2 separate regions of the Sus scrofa genome follow, and region 2 is linked to region 1. Evidence: chromatin contacts called from public HiChIP or PLAC-seq data. All regions are on one chromosome and are shown on one strand. The core of a region is the stretch at or near the end of the contact, and the rest is flanking DNA. Distances in the headings are between cores, read along the strand shown.

Region 1 (5,961 bases), core at 2,683-5,182:
TGAGTACCAGCTCTGAGAGCCAAAGAGGGCAAGAGGGCCAGGTGGGGAGGGTCCCAGCGTCTGTACTGAATCCGGTCACCCGTGCCTCTCGTACCCGCTACCCCCTACATGCAGGGGAAAGATGCTTTAGGACACATGGGAAAGGAAGCTGGGGCTGCTGCTTGCCTAGGACTAGCTTGTGTGTGCAGGTGCCTCTCCCCTCTCCTGTTGTTGGTGGGAGGGGTCTAGCACAGACCTGACTGATTTTGACTTTGACACATCCCATCCTTCCCCATCTGCCTCCCGGTGCGAGTTTGGAGGTCTGATCTCCAGATGAGATGTGCTTGTCTCCACACTCCGACTGCTCGTTCACAGGGCAGCCGGCTTGGAGCCCTGAACTGGACCTGTCACTTCGCCGACGGGCCCCTCCTCTCGTGGGGCATGTAAAAACGCAGGGAGGACCCAGCGTGTCATCTGCTCCTGGGTCGTCAGCTCCCGTTTCTGGCTGTGAGCAGGGCTTCCAGGGGAACTACTTTCTCACACACACGTGTGACTCACACACGTGCTACCCACAAACACAGCAGGTCATTGTCGCTGGAACACACACTGGACACTCTGTTGAATTCGTTGGATTAAAGGACGGTAGGTCAACAGCTGATCCAGGACAGAGGAAACTACAACTGAAAACCCAACCAGGGAAGGGAATCCATGCTGCTGCTAAGAACCCGGGCGATTTTATCATCTATTTTCTCAAAGCCAAGTGATGAGTGTGTCTGGGTTGGTCCGAATACTTGAGCAATTTCTTCTCCAGAAAGACATCCTTCGTGTCCTCTTTTCATGACTTTCCTGAAGGTCTCGCACATAGTAGGCCCTCAAAAATAGTTGCCACGATGTGCTGAATCCATGGCGTGAAGGTGGGTGGTGGGGACGGCTCAGCGTGGAGGTGCAGACTCCGAAGGCTGGGCAAGTGCCAGCTCCTTCTGGGGTGACTTTCACACTGAAAGCTCCATTGTGCCCGCTGCCTGCCTTGGGCCACTGACGGGCTTCTTGGCAGCCGGCTTTGCCCTGGAGTCGGCACTTGCCGTCTTCGTTCTGCTTTTGGCCCAGGGTGTCTTGAGACAGGTTGAATAACCGCCCTGGAGTCCCGCCAGAGTCACAAGACGGGGAAGGGCTAGAAGCGCAGCAGGAGGCAGGGCAAGGGGGGGTGGGGGGGGGACGGGCAAGGGGGAGGTGGGGAAGTGAGGGGTGCGAGAGGTGGCGGGGGTGGGGTGCAGGGGGTGGGATGCAGGAGGTGGGGGGCGGGGGAGTCAGAGGTGGGGGTCGGGGGAGACTGGGGTGGGGTGGGGGCGGGGGGGTGGGGGCGGTGCGGGAGATGGGGTGGGGGGTTGGGGATGTGGGGGCGGGGAGGAGGGGGGTGGGGGAAGTGGGTGGGCAGGAGTTGGGGATGTGGGGGCGGGAAGGTGGGGATGTGGGGGCGGGAAGGTGGGGATGTGGGGGCCGCGAGGTGGGGGATGTGAGAGGTGGCGGGCAGGGGAGGCGAGGGGGGAGGCGAGGGGTGGGGGAGGCAGGGACGGGGGCGGGGGGTGGCGGGAGAGCAGAGGAAGTTCAGCATCCTGGGGTTTCCGGGGCCTCCACTCTGCTCAGAGACCAGGATGAGTCGAAGCAGTTGAGACTTTGGGCAAGGCGTGCCCTTCCCGTCGGGGTTATGTGTTCCCTCCTGTCTGGCGGGTTTGTCTGGCTGTGTCCCCAAACCTACAAACACAGCTTCTCTAGGCAGAGCCTTCGTTCCTCCTGAGCAGACAGGCAGTTCCAGGGGCCCCGGGTTCAGAGTCCACGCAGCCGTGACCCGAACCGAGGCATCCGTAGTCTCCGACGTCTGCCACGGATGGAGGCTCCTGAGCTGAGGTCAGGAGAGGATCCCCCGGCTTTGGGTCGCCCTCCACCGCCCATGGAGGAAGCGAACTCGAATGCGGAGCAAGGCTGGCTGCTCCTCGGAACGAAGGGAAAAAACAGTGTCGAGGTTAAAAGCAGGAACCGGAGGCGGCCCCTCAGGTGGGACCGAGGCCGCTTGCGCACTGATTCTGTGCCCAGCTGTCCCCGCGCCTTCCGCGCTCCCAGGATCGCTTTCTTTTATCCGCGGCGCTGCTCCCGTTAGCTTGCCATGTAACCTACTTGTTTATTTGTGTATCATTTCCTGGCTTTCTCGTCTCCCACCCTTAAAGACCAGGAATCTTTGCTTTTGGGGAAGCTACGTTTTGGCTGTGTCCTCAGAATCTAGGAGGCTTGGGACCCGTAGTAGGTCCTCATGAGCTATTTGTGGAATGTGGTTAATATCCGCACCAGCCGCAACGAGATTGTCTGAAGTTACATGGTTAATATTGCAGTGCATTCAAGATAGGGCCCGCGGCGTGGTAGGTGCCACACAAGTGCAGTGACCACGTGTGTCCAGCTGGCCCAGGAAAGACCTGCCTTTGACCTGTTTCCTGGACTAATCACAAATAGTGCTCTCTCTCTCTCAGTAGGAAAAAAAAAGGGACTTGTTTTAGATGTTAACGATGTGGTTTTCCTACACATAAGTGTTTTTACTCATTTGTGTAAGAAATTTAAGAATTGCCTGCTGTGTATGAGGTGCCACGTTAGATGCTCAGAGTGGCCCCTGTAGTTCCTGCCCTCCTTGTGGCCTCTCCCTGGGCAGCTTTAAGGACATGACTAAGTAGACTTGAGCACATGGGTAATAATAATAATTAGATTTGCATCCATGTAGTTCGTTGTTTTATGAACATGTTTTTTCATTAATCAGTCTTTACAGCAACCCGACACAGTAGAAATGATGGCTCTTAGCCTTTTGCTGATGAAAAACTGGGCTTCTGACAATGACTGGTAGAGGGAGCAGAGCTCGAACGCGCTCGTCCAAGGCTCTGATTCCTGCACATTTTCCTGCTGAGTTGCAGCAGTGGCCCAGAGGGTCGACCAGATGACTGATAGTCACTGCTCTATGATCTGCAGCTCTTTTCTGATCTGTTCTTTAAACATGTGGAGATTACACGGATTAAAGGTGGGATGCACATTTTGAACTAAGAGCAAGGCAGAAGAACTGATTCTTCGGATGCCTCATCTTGCCTGATGAATGAAGTGTCTCAAGTCCAAGACAGCCCTGGGTACGGTGGCAGGAACAGTGGCAGTAGAGGCAGCTTTTCTCACGTTCCTCTGCCTCCCTCTAGAGACTCAAGTCCAGAATTACTGTCATATATTTTATGTACTATTTTATATATATGTAAAATAGTAATATGTAATGTAATATAATAGTAATATATACATATATAAATACAGCAGTGATATGTATATGTATTTATTTATTTTTGCAGTACAGTTGTTGCAAGAACACAGAGGCTACGAAAGATGCCAAGTCTTAACTTTTCCTTCCTTCCTTTTCTCCCTCTGCCTCATGCGTGGGAAGCACTATAGTGACAGCCAAGGAGACAAAGATAAAATCCTGGCTCAGGGTTTTTATCTTCCTGTTCTTTTTTCTCACTTTGGCAATCCCTCTTTGTACCAAAAACAAAAACAAAAAACCCCAAACCAAACCAAACAACAGCAACAACCACAACAACCGCCAAGGAAAGGAAGAGTGGACGTGACCACTCCTCCCAGGTCCCCCTTTCTCACGTAGGTGGCGCTCCGTGTTGTATGCGACACTCCACTGAGGGCAGGACGCCCTTTGCTCTGTGTCTGCACATTATACCCTGGCCGCTCCCCCCTTCTCTCTTCCCTCCTCCCCGCTCCTCTCCCCCCCCATCTCTCTAATCCTTCACTAAGCTTTTGTGTCTTGTGTTCGCTCTGCTCTGCCCACTAATATCCTAGGCAGGGGAGCCAGGGACACCTTCGACACACTCATCCCCGAGGGTTCCTCTCTTGCCTGAGACACCGCTCACCTCTGTGCTGGAACATTTTGTTTCCAGCAATTTGCAGAAGGCAAAACCTCCGAGGCAGAAGTGTGGTGGGAGTCGGGCTCCTCAATGCCACTGTCCTCAGACAAACACCAAGGAATGTGCTACCAGCCCCAACACGACGGCTGCCGTTGAGGCCATGCCTTCTGCTTGGAAACGAGGAAAGGAGGGAAGGGGTCGTACCGAGCATGCTTTCTTTGCAGCGGGATTCAAGGGGTTTGAGTCTACCAGCTTCTCCCCGGAGCTGCCCTGTGTCTGTGGACCGGGAGTTCCTGGATCTTCCCCAGCTGAGACTGGTGGGTCTCAGATGAAATGTTGGCCAGGCACAGAAGCAGTGCTTCTCCTCATGCTAAAGACTTGACGGAACTCGGGGAAGGTAGTCTGTGGGTATTTCACATAGAATTCAAGGTGACTCTTATCCGTGTGCCTCTTATTATTGCCGCAAGCACACTGTTCTGCAATCTGGCATTTCACCCTATAGCTGCAAGGGCTTGAATTATGTAAGTTTATTTTTGCATCTCCAGTGCTTGGGACATGGTGCTCAAGAATGGCTTGTTTGAAGAATGAATGAATGCCCTGTAAAACTCCTAGAGGAGAACATAGGCAGAACACTCACTCTCTCACATGAATCACAGCAAATTTTTTTGGATCGGTCTCCTAGAGTTATGGAAACAAAAGAAAAAATAAACAAATGGGATCTAATTAAACCTAAAAGCTTTTGCACAGCAAAGGAAACCATAAACAAAATGAAATGACAACCTATGGGAACGGGAGGAAATATTTGCAAGCGATACAACTGCCAAGGGCTCAGTCTCCAAATGTACGAATAACTTATGCAACAACAGCAAAAAAAAAACAACCCAATCAAAAAATGGGAAAAGGGAGGTCCCCCTGTGGTGGGGTGGGTAGAGTCTCTGATTGCAGCGGCTCGGGTCACTGCAGAGAGGCAGGTTTGATCCCCAGCCCAGCACAGTGGGTTAAAGTATCTGTCATGGCTGCAGCTGTGACTCAGATTCAAGTCTCGGCCTGGGAACTTCCACGTGCTGCAGTGCAGCCATTGAAAAAGGAAGGGGGGCAGAAGACCTAGATAGACAGGTCTCCAAAGACACACAGATGGCCAACAGGCACAGGAAAAGATACTCAATATTGCTAACTAGTAGAGAAATGCAAATCAAAACTGTGAGGTGTCACCTTCACACCAGTCTGAATGGTCATTATCAAGAAGTCTACAAACAATAAATGCTGGAGAGGGTGTGGAGAAAAGGGAACTCTCCTAAACCCTAAAGGGTTGGTGGGAATGCAAATGGGTGCAGCCACTATGCCAAAGAGTATGGTGTATCCTTGGAAAACTACCATAGGATCCAGCAGTCCCGCTCCTGGGCATGTAACTGGAAAAGAAGAACATTCTAATTCTGAAAGATGCATGCACCCTAATGTTCATAGCAGCACTATTTACAATAGCCAAGACATGGAAACAACCTAAATATTCGACAGATGAGTGGATAGAGTACTGTGTGTATCCATCCATTCATCCATCCATATATACACACAATGGAATATTACTCAGCCATGAAAAGAATAAAATACGTCAATTGCAGCAACATGGGTGGGCCTAGAGATTATCATACAAAGTGAAGTAAGCCGGACAGAGAAAGACAAATATCGTATGATTTCACTTGTGTGTGGAATCTAAAATAAAAAGACACAAATGAATTTATTTACACAACAGAAATGGGCTCACAGACGTAGAAAACAAATCTCTGGTTATCAAAGAGGAATAAATTAGGGATTTGGGAGTAACAGATACACACAACTATATTTAAAATAGATTACAACAAGGACAGGGAACTCTAGTGCATATCTTATAATATCCTATAATGGAAAAGAATCTAAAAAAGAATGGAAAAGTAATATCTATAGTACTGAATCACTTTGCTGTCCACCTGAAACATTATAAATCAACTGTACTTCCATAAAAATAAAGAGAATGAATGGATGAGTGAGTAATGATTCGCCTAAGCAAGACTCTGTTCTT
Region 2 (6,513 bases), core at 3,740-6,239, 230 kb before region 1:
GGGCAATGAAACACTTTCAGGTCCAGCCCGGACTGAGGGTGGGCTGCTGACCACCGGTCATCTCTGAGGCAGCGGTGCTCTGGGGCTGGGCTGAGTGGGGTCAAACCCTGGTTCCAGTGCTGGCTGTGGAACCAGCTGCCTCCACTGAAAGCAGGAGGGCCAGTCCTGTGTGCTCAGAGCTGAAGCGGCTGCAGGTGGGCGGCAGCATCGCAGGTGGACCCCAGCGGCTACCCGGGGAGGGCCCCAAGGCCAGATGCAGGTGGCCCACTGGAGAGCAGGGCCAGGGCGGTGCGGCCTCGCCTGCAGGGGCTTCCTCTGCTACAGCCGCGGCCTGAGTGCTTGAGAGCCCACTGGTTCCAGAAAACCCACCATCACTGACTCACCGAGAGGCCCGTGGCAGCCGCAGCAGGCATTTACACTGGAGGTGGTGCCTTAACCGTGTTGCTGCCTGCCTTCAAGTCACCCCAGGACAGTGGCCACTAAGGCACGGGAGGGGCCCGACAGCCAGCCCAGTGCTCCACGTGCTCAGACTGAAGACTGTCCAGGTAAGGGCCTTGCTCAGCAGGCGGGTCCCCTGCCCTTCCCGGCCGTGCAGTGTGAGGTCTGCTCCTGGCCGTGCAGCATGGGCGGGGCGGGCTGGGGGCCACGGCTGCACCTGCGGCAGAAGTGGCAGCTCAGCCGGACTCTGCTGGAATCGTCTGCCTCAGGTCGGGGTGAGTGCTTTTAAGGTGTATGGACTGGAGGGTCGACGTAGAGTTTGGGGAGCCACAAGGGCAACCGGCAGGCACTGCCTGGCCCAACGCCTGTCCCCACGCTCCTTTCATCCGTAGGCCTCTATTTACAGGCTGGAAACATTCACTTCTCACCTGGAACTCAGGGCGGCCATGTGTGCAACCCACAGGCTGTAAGTGGCAATCGTAGTTTTAGAAATGCTTTTCACTTTTCCAGTTAAGCCAAGGCGGCCGTTTGGTGAGCTTGGGTCCAGCATGCCAAGCATGATGAGGAGGGGTGTCCTGGGCATAAGCAGTGATGCTGCCACCACCCTGGGTGCAGCTCTTGTGCAGGAAAACCATGGACCCATGGTTTCCATTGCTGTAAAGCAGATTCACCTCTTGTGATTGTCCGCGTCCCAAAATGTGTGTAATGTATTCAAAGGCTGGGGAGGGGGAGGAAATAATTTGCAGATAATTTGAAAATCACCTGTTAGTATTGAAGCTGCAGATTGTTTTCTCGCAGTTTGCGTCCCGAAGCTGAAGGAGAATTCAGTTCGCTTCAACAGGCATTTCTTTGTGAATTGCTATGTATGTATATGGGTATTGGGTTTTGCACGGGGGTGAAAAAAATGAACACGGTAGTAATCCTTGCTTTCAAAGAGCTCGTAGTTTATTTCAGAGAGAAAGGAGTTCCTGCTGTGGCTCAGCAAGTTAAGAACCCAACTAGTACCCATGAGGATGGGGGTTCGATCCCCGGCCTCGCTCAGTTAGGGATCCAGTGTTGCCATGAGCTGTGGTGTAAGTCGCAGATGCAACTCGAATCCCACATTGCTGTGATGGTGGTTCTGAGGTGACCCTTAGCCCAGGGGACTTGCATATGCCACAGGTGCAGCCCTGAAAAAAAAGACAAGAGCAAAAACAATGCCAGGTGCAATCCTGTGATTGATGCGTGGGGGCTGTTTCTCTTCGGCAGCCCCCATAGCCCGGTCACTGATACACGGCTCTTCCTGCCAGTACATTGGGTCTTGGTGTTTGGCATAATAATACAGTGGTTCTTAATCTCTTGGGAAATAAAGGCTCTCTAGAAAATTTTATAGAAGTTAAAAGCCATCTTAACAGAAACCTAAAATCTCATTTTCTTCAAAACAAACTGGAAAAAAAAAAAAAGCTCAAATAGATATTCCTAAGTAGTGGTCAGAACAGTTCAAGACAAGGACTTAAATTTTGATGCGCTTGCTCATCCCTTGGCTCTTGTTAAAATGCAGGTGTAGACTCCTGATCTGAGGTGGGGCTGGCAAGTCTGCTCTAGTAAACTCCCAGAGGTGCTGGCAATCAGGACTAGCCTTGACATAGACGCACTCTTTGCAAGTATTAGGGATGATACAAATAAATGTGCTGATATCTAAAACCAAACCAAAACAAAACAAAAAAGCAATGCCAGGTGAACCTCGATTGCATAAGAGATGTCCCTTGACCCCTCTTTGGGGTTCGTGACACTTTTTATCTGTAGTCCTAGCCTCCAGCTCGTACCTGGCACAGAATAAACTGGCAGTAAATCTGCTGTGTGTGAAGTACTTAGGCCGTCGGGGTCTGAGCAGGTCTGTGCGGTGCAGCGAGGTCTGAGGAGGCATCAAGGAGAGGGGACGTGACGTGTGCTGGGGCTTGAAGGAGGGGGGCCATTGCCGTCTGGGACGGCGAGGGGGCTTTGCAGGCGGAGCTGTGTGGGGCGGGCAGAGGCCTTCTGACCTTGGACGGGTTCCCATTCCACCCCCTGCTCTATGAGTTACCCCCCTCCAATGTCTTTAATTAATTTTATTTTTGGCAGAGGCTGTAGCAGGTGGAGGCTCCCAGGCCAGAGGTCAAACCCGCCCCGCAGCAGTGACCTGAGCCGCAGTAGTGACGACACCAGATCCTTAACCACTAGGCCACCAAGGAACTCCTCTCCCCTATTTTTAAAAGCAACTTTTATTACAGATGTATAGACGGCTGTGACGGTAGTGCAGAGTCTCGCATCCACTGCCAGCTCCCCTCTTCCTGATCCTCCATTCGCTTGGTGCCTCTGCCACGGCTGATGAACCAATGCGGCCGCATGTTTCAAACCTTTAGAATATACGTTATTCACACACATTGTGCTCCATTCCGCGCTCTCTAGGTGAGAGCTGAAGTCCTTCTTCTGCCTTAGGAGTCCAGTTGGGGTCCTGCTTCCCATTGAGTGAGTCTTGTCTTCTCAGGCTCCTCTTGGTTGACTGTTTCTCAGACTTGCCTTGTTGGGGGATGACCGTGACGGTTTCGAGCACCGCTCAGTGTTTTGTCATCATCCCTCAGCCGGGAAAGGTCGGCTGTCTTTCCCATGGTTGGACGGGGGTGGACTTTCCGGGCGAGCAGAACCGCAGAAGTGGAGTGTGTTCCCGCCACCTCGCATCAAGCGTGTGCACGCAGAGCACAGCTGGTTACTGTTGACCTTGACCCGATGGCCTGGCAGAGGTCGGGTTGGCCAGGCCTCTCCCCTGGGAGGTTACGCCTTCGTCTCCCTGTCCACACTCTGCTCTTTGGAGGAGAGTCGCTGTGCACAGCCCACACTTGAGGAGGAGGAGCTGTGTTCCACCTCCTTAGGGTGGAGGAGCCACAGAAATTGTTGGAAATTCAGTTCTTCCCCCACATGTTTACGGATTCAGCCATTTATACCAGTTTGAACACGTGGCTCTTTATCTTACGCTTTGCATTACCATCCAGTCTCATTTTGTGCTGTTGCTCGCCTTGCTCCAGCTCTGGCTATTGGAAGCTTCTGCCCTTGGCCCACGTATCCCTTTAGCTTTCAACATCCCATCATGGTGTGGTGTTATCACACTTCCTTACTCTCGGGAACCACAAGATGCCCCAGGCTCACCCTGTCTTTCCCGCCCCCGCCCAGAATCAGCCGCTTCTCCAAGGAGCCAGGCATGGCTCCTTGTACCGGAGGATGGTATTAGAAACCCAGATCTGGGTGGCAGGTATGCTCGTTGCTGTTGGCGTGTCATTGGGTCCAGGCTGCCTCAGCTGATGGAGCAAGGAAATGCATGTGTGTAGAAAGGGACCCATCTGTATAGTAAGGTAAGCCCAGGTCCTGCTGATGTCCCCAACTCTGCTCCGATCTTTCTCGCCTCCCCCACCCGCTTGACGGTAACTTCCCACTGCAGCACCCGCTTCATTGCTCAGTCCCAGGGTCCCGACGAGCCCTTTGGGGGTTGTCAATCCACCCAGTGGACCCCAGTCCTTTCCGGAGCTACTTAGCTTGACTCTTCATCCCCCACCCCAGCCCTCAGGGATCCTGTTTTATGTGTTTGTGAAGCATTTCAATGTATTTGCCGCATTCTACGTGTCATCCTGGGATCCAGCAACATTCTAAATGAGTTTTTCAAAACCTATGTACATCAAGGCTTCTTCTTTGGCAGTGAAGTTTTACGGGCTTTGGCAAAGGCTTAATGTTGTGTAGTCACATGAGACTACCCTTCAGAACGGTTTCACTGCCCTCTGCCCTAAAAGCCGCCCTGTGCCACCCGTATTCACCCTGTGCCTGGCAGCCCCTGCTGTTTACTGTCTCTGCCGTTTTGCCTTTTCTGGATCACGTAGTGCAATCATACATTATGCAGCCTTTTCAGTCTGGCCTCCTTCACTTAGCATCGTGCATTTTCAAGTCGTCTGTACCCCTTTGTGGCTGGACAGCTCGTTTTTTATCCTGTTATCTGGAGGCAACCGTTTCTTTATCCGTTTCCCTACTGAGGGGCAGCTTGGCCACTTCTGGGTTTTGGTGACTATGAATAAAGCTGCTATGAACATTTATGCACAGGCGTGGGTTTTTTTTTGTGGATATAAGTGTGTCCATTCATTGGGTGAGTGGGGAGTGGGATTGCTGGATTGCAGGGCAGGGCTGTTTAGTTTCGTCTCTCCCGTGTTCTCAGACTCGCTGTACTGATGGCTTTTCTCCCGTCTCTGTCTTCCTTGGGGGAAACGTCCACCCCTGGAATGTTAACCCACTCGGCTATTCCCCATGGGCCCTCCTGTTCTTCCTTCCGGGCCGGGCTCTCCGAGAGCCGCCCCCTCTCCTGCCTCCTCTTAGTCTGTTCAGCCCTTCGGTTCAACCCACACCCAGGGAACGGGGTTGCAATGACTGCAGGGTCGACCCTCCTCCCCGCTGGCTTCCTCCTCCGATGCTCTGTGGAAAGTCACTGTGCCCAACCTCCTGGGCTCAATCCCGTGCTCTTCCTTGACGTCGATGGCATCTGCCACAGCTAACCCCGCCCTTCTTGAGGCCCGTGACCCCTCCTCCTGGCACTGCTGCCCTTTATCTCTGACCTTCACCCTCTTCCTAGGAGTTTTCTCTACTCCCCTGCTTTCTGTCTGCTGTGGCCAAGACACATCCTGTCTCAGCCAGTCCTCGTTACAGAACTTCAGATCTGTACCCAGCTGCCAGTTAGATGACACTTCTCATCCCAAACACGTCCCCGGCGTCTCAGCTTTCCCCCTTCGAACCTGCCAAGTCCTCTGATTTGGTACCTTCCGAGGCTCCTCCCTTCCTTGTATCCGCCTGATAGCTAATCAAGACCCCCCCTCCCTTTTTTTTTTTTTTTTTTGCCCTTTTAGGGCTGCACCTGAGGCATATGGAGGGCCCCAGGCTAGGGGTCTAATTGGAGCTGCAGCTGCCAGCCTACACCACAGCCACAGCGATGCAGGATCCAAGCAGTGTCTGGGACCTACACCACAGCTCACGGCAACGCCAGATCCTAAACCCACTGAGCGAGGCCAGGGATCAAACCTGTGTCCTCATGGATGCTAGTCAGATTCCTTCTGCTGAGCCACGATGGAAACTCCTCTAGACCCTTTGATGTTATTCCTTTTCTGCCTTTCGTGTTAACCGGGGGGAGCGCCTTGACCTCAGACCTGCATCCTTTCTTGCTGGTAACAGACCGTGGCCTCCGGCTGGACTCCCTGCTCTAATCTCACCCTCCTCTGAGCTGCCACATGGTGCCCAGCTATTCAGGTGACCCGAATGGTAGTCTCTCGACCCTTCTCTGCAGCCACGTCTAGACTCTGTAAGCGAGGAAGCTGGGGACACCTTCTGCCCAGGCCCTGCTTCTCCCCTCTAACGCTCGCCTCCTGTTCCGGCAGCAGGAGCTCAGGCAGGGATTTGCCCGCGTTCTGTCCCCCAGAGAGCTTGCCCTTCCCGCTCTTCTCCCAGCAGCAGTCTTGCCCTGGGCAGCTGCTCAAGTGACATAAATGAGCCCACGGGCCTTGCAGGGGAAGCCACAGGCCTCTGCTCCCTGCCACCTGCGGCAGCTCCTGTCACTCTTTCAGCTGGTTGCTTCTGGTCTCTGCCTCCTTGTTTCCAAACACAGCCTCTATGGAGTTCCTGTGTGGCGCAGCAGAAATGAATCGACTAGGAACCATGAGGCCGTGGGTTCGATCCCTGGCCTCGCTCAGTGGGTGAAGGATCCGGCGTTGCCGTGAGCTGTGGTGTAGGCTGGCAGCTGTACCTCCCATTCAACCCCTAGCCTGGGAACCTCCATATGCCGCAGGTGCGGCCCTAAAAATGAAACAAAACCATCAAAACCAAATACGGCCTCCTGAGGCTGCGTCCCCTCCTCTGTCCCCTTCTGAGCAGGCGTCGAGGGGGACTGTCTGAACGCAGTCGCCTTACTTCCCGCTCGCGCTTCATGCTGCTGCCGCACAGGGAGTAAATCGGAGACGAGGACACTGGCTCAGGGATGGGAGACCCGGCCTGCGGGGGGAGTCATGCCCAAGGCCACGGACGGGAATCTTGGTC

The links. HiChIP or PLAC-seq counts read pairs in DNA pulled down with a chosen protein or histone mark.
Region 2: an H3K27ac HiChIP or PLAC-seq map of alveolar macrophages shows a contact between it and region 1. The contact joins two enhancer-like sites. A contact is called at or near these places in 1 of 5 promoter capture datasets (fetal skeletal muscle), 31 of 47 Hi-C or Micro-C datasets (adipose tissue, alveolar macrophages, blood and 17 more) and 2 of 2 datasets of contacts at active chromatin or transcription factors (alveolar macrophages and skeletal muscle).

What each region holds. Positions count from the first base shown.
Region 1 is chr10:64,646,917-64,652,877 of Sscrofa11.1, reverse strand. No RefSeq gene overlaps it. Among named protein-coding and RNA genes, the nearest start is that of PRKCQ, 210 kb to the right of the region's middle. Within about 2 kb of position 3,932, at least 6 of the 83 cell types and tissues checked have an H3K27ac peak or open chromatin away from gene starts, as enhancers often do. A contact at or near this core is called in alveolar macrophages and retroperitoneal adipose tissue, where this site is marked.
Region 2 is chr10:64,878,872-64,885,384 of Sscrofa11.1, reverse strand. No RefSeq gene overlaps it. Among named protein-coding and RNA genes, the nearest start is that of PFKFB3, 23 kb to the right of the region's middle. Within about 2 kb of position 4,989, at least 3 of the 83 cell types and tissues checked have an H3K27ac peak or open chromatin away from gene starts, as enhancers often do. A contact at or near this core is called in alveolar macrophages and retroperitoneal adipose tissue, where this site is marked.